Regions from separate parts of the Mus musculus genome. Here regions 1 and 2 are each linked to region 3. A link is a contact called in public HiChIP or PLAC-seq and promoter capture Hi-C data. All regions are on one chromosome and are shown on one strand. Each heading gives the region's core, a stretch centred on a gene start, on an enhancer-like site or on the middle of the called end of the contact. The rest is flanking DNA. Distances are from core to core; before and after follow the strand shown.

Region 1 (3,486 bases), core at 888-3,387, 410 kb before region 3:
GAGTCTTTGCTGTTAGCCTTGAACACGTTTCCATCAGATCATGGAATGTGTTTGCCATTGCAGAGTCGTGTTAAAGTGAGAGGAAAGCGGAGACCTCAGACCCGTGCTGCTCGACGCCTGGCTGCCCAGGAGTCCAGTGAGGCTGAGGATGTGACTGTAGATAGAGGACCTGTTGCTCAGTTGAGCAGTAGTCCTGTCCTACCAAACGGCCATCAACCTCTTCTGCAGCCCAGGATGGCCAGTGGACAGACCAGCTCTGAGACAGCCACGGCCCCACCTTGGGAAGGTGGACCTGTTTTATCTGCAGCCGACAGAAGCTTCTTTGTAAAGTCTCGGCCTCAGACTGGAAACGAGGCTGACCTGTTTGATTCAGGGGACATCTTTCCCAAGAGCAGAGGATCACAGTCCGTGGAGGGAGCAGGCGTCATGGCCGGGGAGCCCCCGTCCCACTCGTCAGGAGGGCGTAAGGAGAAGAGCCTGGCATTTCCTGATCTCAGTGAGGGCAGCAGCACCGAGGATCTTTTCCAGTCTGTCAAGCCGAGAGCAGCGAAGAACAGAAACCCTTTCCCTCTCCTTGAAGATGAGGAGGATCTCTTTGCAGATCCGAGAGGCAAAAAGAATGAGAGGAAACCTGACAGCCATCAAGACAGTGTGTCAAAAACTCATGACATCTTTGAGGTAACACAAATTATTTCATGTTTGGGCCTTTAAGGAAAATAGCTGATTGGCTTTTTGAACTATAGTTTATGTTGTGTGTTTTGTGCATGCCTCTTATCTACTTATTAACCACAATTCGATCTCTTTGTTAATAACCCTAAAATTTACTTGAAGTGGTTTGTTTCATCCAGGGGTAGTTCTTTATTTTACTTTTTTAAAAAATTTTTTAAAAAGATTTATTTATTATTTATTATATGTAAGTACACTGTAGCTGTCTTCAGACACTCCAGAAGAAGGAGTCAGATCTCGTTACGGATGGTTGTGAGCCACCATGTGGTTGCTGGCATTTGAACTCTGGACCTTTGGAAGAGCAGTCGGGTGCTCTTACCTGCTGAGCCATCTCACCAGCCCCAGGGGTAGTTCTTGCTGCCTTTAATCTGTTATAAGTGTTGGATTATTTTTAAAAATGTTATTGTAGTGCAGGGGATAGAGCTCAAAACCCAGTACGTGTTAGGCAGATGCTGTACGGAACCACAGCATAAGCCCTGGGCCTTTTTATTTAGCATAGCATAGCATAGCATAGCATAGCATAGCATAGCATTAGCATAGCACTAGCATATAGCATTAGCATAGCACCAGCATAGCATTAGCATAGCATTAGCATAGCATTAGCATAGCATGTGTACATGATTTTCATTATTTTTTGTTTGCTGTTTTAAAGAGTTTGTAGAATGGTGCTGTGGTCAGCTTTGTTGGCATGTCATTCTGTGACATGTATGACCTCTCTCGGCACAGCTGTGTGTTTAAGCGCTGATGCTGGTTGGGACCCTGACTAGCCGAGTTTTGACAGTAAACTGTAGTAGTTGTTCAGCAGGTGTCTATGAGCACAGTGGTCGCCGTGCAGCAGGATAGCCAGGGCATGTGTTCTGTCCTGACATCTCAAGGCCCGAGATCCAAACTGAGCAGCAGGTGGTGAAGGTGATCTCAGATGGCATGAAATGTCACGACGAACATTATGTGGGGCAGAGTGGCTGGGTGCAGTGGGACGCTGCTCTCCAGGCCACCCTCAGGACCTCACTGCAGAGCTGCCATTTGCAGATGGCGAGGGTGAGTTTTGCAGAGACCTGGGGGAGTGTCTTGCAGTCCTCAGGGGAGACTGTGCTTGACAGTGCATTTCTATAAATTATTGAACTACTTTAGTTTTAAAAATGCGTTTATTTACAACAAAGAATAAACTGTTTTTGGACTTAACTAGGATGATATATTTGCTACGGAAGCAATTAAACCTTTTCCAAAAAAGAGAGAGAAGGGGAGGACTTTGGAGCCCAACTTATTTGATGATAATATTGATATCTTCGCTGACTTAACTGTAAAACCCAAAGAAAAGTCCAAAAAGAAAGTTGCAGCCAAGTCCATGTTTGATGATGACACAGGTGAGTGTTTATCTAGATCACGCCACTGCTTGGGGGCTGTTTGCTGTCAGTCATGTTGGTCCTTTCCTGCACTTTGTTCCCCAGTAGGTTCTCCTTGCTGTTAGTCTAAGCACATGATATGTAGGTGGACTAGTCATTTTCATGCGGCAGCCATAGGCTATGCTGAGTGAGTATCAAGGTTTAAGACGGTGCTCAGCACTTGACCTGAAGAAGAAATTAACTTCTGCTGTCATCTGACAACACCAATGACTTTCAAAGGAGAGTCTATCAGAAACTTCTTCCATGTGCTATCAGCAGGCCATGAAGCTGGTTGAGTCAGGATTCTAGCTGGACAATGAGGGACAGCAGCCAAGAGACTGGAGGGTCAGTAACAGAGAGCAGGGCTGTGCCGCGAAGTCACAAGTGAGACTCGGCAGCTCCCTGGGTTCCTCTGTGTTTCTGAACACGCTGTACCCACTCCTCAGCTAACAAGCAAGCCAGATGCTGATCTGAACACGCTGTACCCACTCCTCAGCTAACAAGCAAGCCAGATGCTGATAGCTATAAAGTTTGCCTCCTGATACATCCTGTGTTGGTCAACCCAGACTGAAGCCCAAAATACACACGTCCTCTCTTTGTCCCTCCAGGCCTGGGCTTTGAGTTGCAGAGCCACGCTGACTCTGTCTCCCTGGCAGACTTTGGGCTCCGTCCTCACATGTCTGTCTTTACAGCACAGAGTTACAAGAGACTTGGGCTGCTTATTTCCTTTGTTCATTTTCTGACACATGATCTTGCTGTGGCCCTGGCTGCCTGTGCTGTGCACTCCTGATCTTAGCTGGGGTTACAGGCATGACTTTCTTTCATTATTAAATTGTAATACATGCTTATGTGGCAGTCATACGATTTAGAACATTTTGTTAAGTGGAGGGATTAAAGCTTTAAAGCTAGCCAGTGTTAAGTTTGCTGTGCATCCTCTAAGACTGTGATTTACATAGGAATAGTAGTAAGCAAGTGCACCTTTTCTACTTCCAGTCAGTTTAAATGTGTTTGATTTCAGTGTTTTGAGTAATACTGCTTTGTGTTAGCCATTAGCACATTGACAATCTAGATCTCTAGTTTGATATAGATAATGCCATGGTCTTTCATTATGTCTTTACGTACACAGGATGAATTTGATGCAGTAGAACCCTGCTGATAAAATTACGTGGTAAGCAGCAGAGCATAGCTAAGCTGAGTCTGAAGCACTAATATGAGTGGAACCAGACTCCATTCTTACCACTGAGATGTGCGCTCTGAGCGCATCCTATATTGGATTTCTGTTTGTACATTCTTACTCTTCTTAAAATCCAGAGTGAAAAGAAGGCAGAAAGAGAGAAAGAGCAGTTCCAGGTGGTGAGGCCCTCGCTGAGGTGGAGAA
Region 2 (3,263 bases), core at 448-2,947, 460 kb after region 3:
AAGACTGCCTTCACATCCTGCTTGACAGTGGGGAGTGCCTGTCACCTAATGCCTGAGTGTCTACCCAGGGTCCCACACCTGGCAAGGGCTGGGCCATGGCTAACTATCACATACTCTAAAAAGTGAACTCACCCCTCATGAGTGACTTCCCTAAGAGACCCAGTAACCAGTTCCCTTCCATCCCATCAACAGCCCTTGCCTATGTTTCTTCATGGCCTCCAATTACTGTATATTAGAGCCAGGTTGTGCTTCTGGCCTATGGACACAGTGCAGATAGTTCTGTAGTGTCTCTTGAGTGCCATTTGCCAACTTACGAGAGAAGACTGTGGGCCTGAGGTCTGGAACTATTCTCTGCTGCATCCCCTCTACCCCTCTATCAAGTTACAGCATCAGGGTGAAGAAGAAATAGCAGACTCCTTCCTGCCTGAAGCTGTTGGACAGAAGCCATATTTGTCACTGGGCTTATGGCCAAAATAATAATCATTTGTTAAGACTGACCCTATGGAGAGGAGCAGCAAGGGCCACCAAGGCAGTGGGGGTGGGGTGATGAGGAATTCTTCCGTGGGCCCCATCCATCAGCACTAGGCCTGACAAATGGTGCACCCCTGAGTGGACGCACAGGGACGCCCAAGTTGATGCTGCACCTTGTTTTCTTAATAAGCAATGAGGTGGCAGAAGTGGGACTCTGGTAAACATCAGGGTCAGCCGTCTTAGGGAGTTTTTAGTGTCAAAACGTGAAAGCTGTCTGGGGAACAGAACCAGCATCGAGACTCGTCCTTATAGCTCTTGAGGCTGGGCTGGGTTTAGCAGTGCCTTTGACGGCTTGCCAGAGAAGAGGGCTCCAGGGAAGGTGTTTCCAAAGCCAAGACTCTTCCTCTCTTTGATTTGTATCATGCATGTTGCATATCCCATGTCATGGCTATTATGGGATATGACAGGGGAAGCAGGTTTCTCAGAGTGGGAAGGTGGGTTTGCAGAGATTCCCAGAAGGCAGAAACTGAAGGTGAACTTCAAAAAAAATCAGAGAGTTTTAAAAAATTAAAAAGCAATGAAATCCTAGGAGCTTGGAGCGAGCGTAGAGCATCAGAAAAGCATGGGTGGCTGTGGGGCTGGAGGAGAGACAAATGGACAGTTGGGGAACCTAGAGGGCGGCATTTACCTGTCTGTGACATACCTCCATGTGTGCCCTGGGACTGGGTGGGAGCAGTCAGAACCTGCACCAGTTGAGTATATCTCAGCCTCCCTGGGATATATGAAGGGGGTACAGGAGGGGTGACTCCTTCATGGCCTCCAATTACTGTATATTAGAGCCAGGTTGTGCTTCTGGTTTCGCTGCCCTTCTTCCTCGAAGGATGCTCCTCACACCCTCCGTTAGTCTGACACTGGCTTCACACTCGGTTAAGTCCCCAGATACACACTCCCTTCGTCCTTTGCACCTTGGGCCGAGCTTCACCTTGAGCACCTGCATTTTGCAATGACCAGTTCTGTTTCGGCTCCTGACAGACCCTTGTGAGCAGGCGTGAGCTCCTGTGAATTTATGCATTAGGCACACACAGCAGGAGCCAGACGCTCTCCTCTATGCTCTCGGAATGGATGAATGAACGAGAAAGAAACATTAGTGGCTGGAACTGGCCTCGAAGCGCAGCAGAAAAGAGCCTGGGCTTTGATTTATGTGTGGCTATCATGTGATGCCCCTGCTACAGTCTGTAAACTTGAGAAGAAAAACGAAAATGAAAACTTCCAGGCTCTGTTGTAAGCACTGCCCTTGGCTGCTTAACAGACACCTTGGATGTGCAAGCAGACTCCATGTCTCCCCGAAAATGCGGAGAACTCAGTGGGGGCGACACCACCGGATGTGTCCATTCATCCTTAGATCTGATTTACACACTATTGTGACACGGAGAAGTCCTCTGTTCACCACCACCCGCATCGGCCCGTCTGTGTTTTCTTTCTAGCACGAATCTGCAATGGACTTTCCTGAGGTTTCCGGACAGCTCCCACAATGCATTCGAGCCCACTCATTCTGAAGGAAAACTTTTCTTGCAGTGATCTTGAGGCTGACTGAGGCTTGAAAGGAGGGAAAACAACTTGAAAACATGACATTTCAATGACTGAGACACACCGTTGTTTCTCTGCATGAACGCTGTAATGGATTGGTCAGAGCTCACACATCTTCCCTGTCTTGGTGAAGGCCCTCCCCACCCCACCCCCAGCACACACAAATGCTTGCAGATTCTGAGGGTATGGGGAGGCACTGAAGCCCAGGACAATCTGCAAGCTAGATGAGTTTTAAGTCTCACACACTAGAGAAGCATCCAACAGCTAGCTGTCTCCCAACTCTAAACAGCTCTCGAGTGCTCTGTCCCCCGCTTGTTAGTTATACGGCTGACATTAGTCACTGGCCCCTAATTTTCTCCATCACATTTTCTCTTCCTTTGAAAGGCCTATGATCTGTGACCCATACAAATGCAGATATATCTGTGCATCTGATTCAGAAGCAATTGTAAGCAGGCAGAATTTCTGAGAGAAATTCTAAGTGTAGTCGGGGTGGACAGAACATGTGTTTGTGGCACTGCTCTGTTCTTGGATTTCTCAGGCAATAAGGTGATGGTACCAAAGGCAGCTGCCTCGGCTGGATGACTCCCACAGGAAGAGGGATATGTAAACAGGAGTGTCACCATCCTCATGACAATCCTTTAGCAGAAAAATCCCAGCCAGTCATCAGATTAATGTGCAGAGATGGAACTTGATGCTTTTTGGGGCAACAATGGGTAGTCTCTCCCAAAGGAGAATGTCTGGAGCGATACTCAGAGAAATGAATGAGACAGAGGATGTGAGCCTGAGACTCAGAGGTTAACCCAGTGAGGAATGAAGTCTAGTTCTGGGAAGGTGCTCTAAGCTGGACACCCTGAGGCAGTTTGAGCCCTGGCTTGCTTTGCACTTAGAACACTAAGTCTGGGGTGTCTGGTCCAATTCCATCTTAACCTGGTTATGACATGGCAGGATTCATGCGTTTCCTGGGCACCCTGGATCAACCTGGATCATTCTGAAGTTGACTCCTTCCTCTCCAAACCCATCATCAGTAATAAAGAAATAAAACATGTGAAGAGTCTAAAACCATAGCTTGACTATCAACAGCCGTGGTGCCACATGGTCATGGCTCGTCTAAATTCATCTACATAAAGTCTGTGCAGTGTTTATGTGCCTCCTGCTCGAGGGTCTTTGCCTATATGAAATATGTGTCTACTAGAAGTCTGTAGTTG
Region 3 (3,320 bases), core at 128-2,627:
AGTGTCCCTGGGGCAACTAGGGGACTATATCACAGCCCATCTTCGCTACCGAAGGTCAAGCAAGGGGGTGGCAGGGCTCCAATCCTATCTCAGGGTTTGTCCCAGGGGAAATCCCATAGGCAGGAAGGAGATTCGGGGAACTACAAGTTTGGGGAAACAGCAAAAGCTTTAGGCCTGCAGCGACTTCCTAGTGCTGATAGCTTACTTTTAAACAGTTTCAAGGGCTGGTGAGGAGGCTCTATGAGTAAAGCGCTTGCTGCCAAAGCCTCAGGACCTAAGTTTAATCCTCAAAAGTCACAGGAAAGCGGACGGGGAGAAACGACTGATGCCACAGAGTTGTCTTGCACACAGCCACTATGACCCACAGGTACACATGTACATGCGCTCTCTCTCTCTCTCTCTCTCTCTCTCTCTCTCTCTCTCTCTCTCTCTGGTGTGTGAGTGAGTGTGCATCTGTCTGTTTCTCAATAATAAGTAAGTAAGTAAGTAAGTAAATAAATAAATAAATAAAGACAATTTCAAGCATTTTCTTCGACATACTTTTAGGTTAAACAACCCAGCCTCCCCAAAGGTCTGGGCTCAAAGCTTACCCTGACTGCATTGTATGACCCTGTCAAATCCTTTCTATTTTCAATCTGGAGTTCATCACCAGTTTAAACAACTATGACCCTAGGACTTCATCCACAATAAACACTGTCGACATTGGGCTTCAGGCTCCAGAGAGATAGTGAGGTGCCGGAGATCTCAAAGAAGAGAACGGGCCCCAAAGAATCAGGAGACAGGTGGAGTTTAGCCCTGAAACTATACGTGAGTGGCATATTGTGTAGCCCTTTGGTTATGGCCCACCGCACCAACAGCGACGGAGAAACAAGTGTCTGGATGAGTAATCATCCTAGCGTTGGCTTTCCAGCTGTAAAATCTTAAGGTCTTGCTGAAACCCTCTTCCCGCCTCTAAGATCGTGTTTCTAGGAAGCTGGCTGAGAGGAGGATGAGGTGAGCACAAGTGTAGCCGGCCGTTGGATTCACGTGCCCTGCTAAGATTTTGCCCGGAAAGTACCTTATCTAGGAGATGTTAGGCGCCTTGCCACCCTCAGCCCTTGGCTGGAAGCCCGCAGTGCGCCAGGCTGGCAGGGGGAGGAGACTCGCGCACTGCGGCTGGGGGTGCAAGTGCTCAGGCTCTAGCGCCCTGCCTGATCGCGGCCCCAGGGTCGAAGGTAGGGTGCTCCAAGGATGCCCACTACCTTTGCAGTCTGAGCATCACTCACCGTTCAGTCATCGCGCGGTCCAGAGGCCACCAGCAAGAGAGGTCGCGTGCACTAGAATTGTGCCTGCACGGACTCAAGAGCCCTGCATCTGCTGCAGGGATCAAGTCCGTCCCAGCCCACCCTAGACACACCTCCTCCCGCCCCCGAACACGCCCCTCTCCGCCCTGGACACGCCCCTTCTCTCTGGTCAACTGCTTTGCCTATCAGCCCATCTCTTCCTTCTAGGGTGCTTGGTACTGATGCCCCTCAAGTAGACCCCGAGCATTTGCTCACTTGTTCGATCTTTACGGACACCACTAAGCGCTTCGCGCATCACTTAAGTCCCCAATCCTCGAGGGCACCCCAGGACGCAAAGAGAAAGCAGTAGGAGTGGGTCCCCAGGGGCCCTCGGTCTACACAGGCGGAGGCCAGGGAGCCTGGGTAACGCAGATACTTGGGTTTCAACAAAGACCTCTGCGCAGGCGCTACAGCTACTACTGTGCGCTTCCTAGGGAGGGTGGAGTGTGTGTTCGCGCGCGTGAAGTCTGGGACATTTATTTATTGTCCAGGTGGCACCTGCAAGCAAAGTTGTGGCTTCTCAGAAAGCTACATTAAAAAATAGGAGCTGGTGAATTTAAAAAGTTAGTTTCCTCTCTCTCGGTCGCTGTTTTCTGAGGAGATTGGCCAGCGCTGAGGCAGAGCCCCAGGCTATAGGCTGGGAGCTTAGGGAAGCTGGGCGGCTGTGAGGCAAGGGAGCTTTGTTGACTCTGTTTTATTTCATGGTTCCCAGTCCTGACTTCAGGACCTCTTGCCCTCCCTCGCAAAGTAAGTCATCTCAGCTCGGCTCATTCCCTGGTTTCTAACCCTCTTAGAGTCACAGGGCCGTTTTAGAGTATGAAGTGGGACTTCTAAAAGTGTAGGTACTCACGTATTTGAAAACAGACGGCATTAGAGTCTCTGGACCCCAATGCAGCGCACCGTGCCAATTATGGCCGGCGAAGAGATGGCAAAGAGATTGTGCTCCGCCCTTTACTTCCTGTGTCACAGACTCTCTGTCTATTTCCCTACCTGCAGCGGGCTAAAAATGACCAGCCTGCAGTCCCTCTTCAACTTAGCTTTCACTCGTGTTCTTAGAGAGTGATCCATTCTCTGCCAACTAGGGTTTCCTGTGGTTGGTGACCTGTTGTTGGAACCCATGTTTCTTCCCACAGCCCGAAAGCATCAGAACTGAGCTCATTATTTGGGTGCTTCGAAAAGTTTTGACAAACCAAAAGCACGGAATTCCACCGTAACTCCCAACTTCTCCAATTCACCCCTGTGCAACTGAAGAAGTCAACAGCCGGTGGGGAGGGCGAGTCTCCCTGTGGCTCTCCAGCATGAGTCGTGCTCTCTGCCCCAGTTCACCTTGTTGTCTCTCTCACCTTGCTTGGGACATAGGCCTCAGGTGTCCTGAGCCCTCCTTGTATGTTTTACATGTGCTGCTGATCTGGTCTGCTGTTGCTCCACAGCCCTAGCCTGCCTTGATTAAATGCTTATATTTCTCTGGAGAACAAACTGCCTTTCACAGAGACTCCAGTTCATTATGTAGGAGGGGCCACCCTGCAGCCATTGGGATGTCTCTAGGAAGCATCACAGTCAAAGCTCACAGCACAGTCTGAGGTGAGGCTGCCACCCAGGGCCTGCCCTGCTCTAGGCTGGCTCCAGGCAGCTGGGCACCTGGTTCTGTTCTAAGGCAACTGGGAAATCATCTTTGTCCCTCTGTCCAGGGCCTCGTGCGCTGAGATATGATTTAAATACATGAATTCTGAAACATAAGCGAATGGATTATCATATAAATGATTTGATATGAAAATCACTTTCCTTTTTTTCTTTGCCTGTGGAGGCCCCAGGACTTAGGTCATCAGGCTTAGGGGCCTTCCCTGATGAGCCATCTTACCCACCCACCCACCCACCCACCCACCCTCCTTTTCTGAGACAAGATCTCATAAGCTCAGGCTGGCCTAGAACTCACTATGACTAGGTAGCAGAGGATGCTCTTCCCACCTCCACCTCCCAAGTCCTGGGGTGACGGGAATA

The links. Promoter capture Hi-C pulls out the DNA fragments that hold promoters and counts their contacts. HiChIP or PLAC-seq counts read pairs in DNA pulled down with a chosen protein or histone mark.
Region 1: a contact with region 3 is called in a promoter capture Hi-C map of liver, with 2.2 times the contacts expected there. The contact joins the enhancer-like site here to the promoter of Rassf4 in region 3. A contact is called at or near these places in 4 of 39 promoter capture datasets (the 3T3-L1 cell line, liver, pre-B cells and 1 more) and 2 of 115 datasets of contacts at active chromatin or transcription factors (bone marrow-derived macrophages and embryonic stem cells).
Region 2: a contact with region 3 is called in an H3K4me3 HiChIP or PLAC-seq map of neural tube, with 4 times the contacts expected there. The contact joins the enhancer-like site here to the promoter of Rassf4 in region 3. A contact is called at or near these places in 2 of 39 promoter capture datasets (liver and second pharyngeal arch cranial neural crest) and 4 of 115 datasets of contacts at active chromatin or transcription factors (embryonic forebrain, embryonic stem cells, forebrain and 1 more).

Annotation. Positions count from the first base shown.
Region 1 is chr6:116,258,579-116,262,064 of GRCm38.p6, forward strand. It overlaps Washc2 (WASH complex subunit 2`), which reads left to right. Exons shown (of 31, transcript NM_026585.3): 29 at 64-678; 30 at 1,913-2,090. Among named protein-coding and RNA genes, the nearest start is that of Zfand4, 3.9 kb to the right of the region's middle. Within about 2 kb of position 2,138, at least 5 of the 459 cell types and tissues checked have an H3K27ac peak or open chromatin away from gene starts, as enhancers often do. A contact at or near this core is called in liver, where this site is marked.
Region 2 is chr6:117,129,139-117,132,401 of GRCm38.p6, forward strand. No RefSeq gene overlaps it. Among named protein-coding and RNA genes, the nearest start is that of 2810048H02Rik, 22 kb to the right of the region's middle. Within about 2 kb of position 1,698, at least 10 of the 459 cell types and tissues checked have an H3K27ac peak or open chromatin away from gene starts, as enhancers often do. A contact at or near this core is called in neural tube, where this site is marked.
Region 3 is chr6:116,672,459-116,675,778 of GRCm38.p6, forward strand. It overlaps Rassf4 (Ras association (RalGDS/AF-6) domain family member 4), which reads right to left and starts at 1,378. Exons shown (of 11, transcript NM_178045.4): 1 at 1,266-1,378.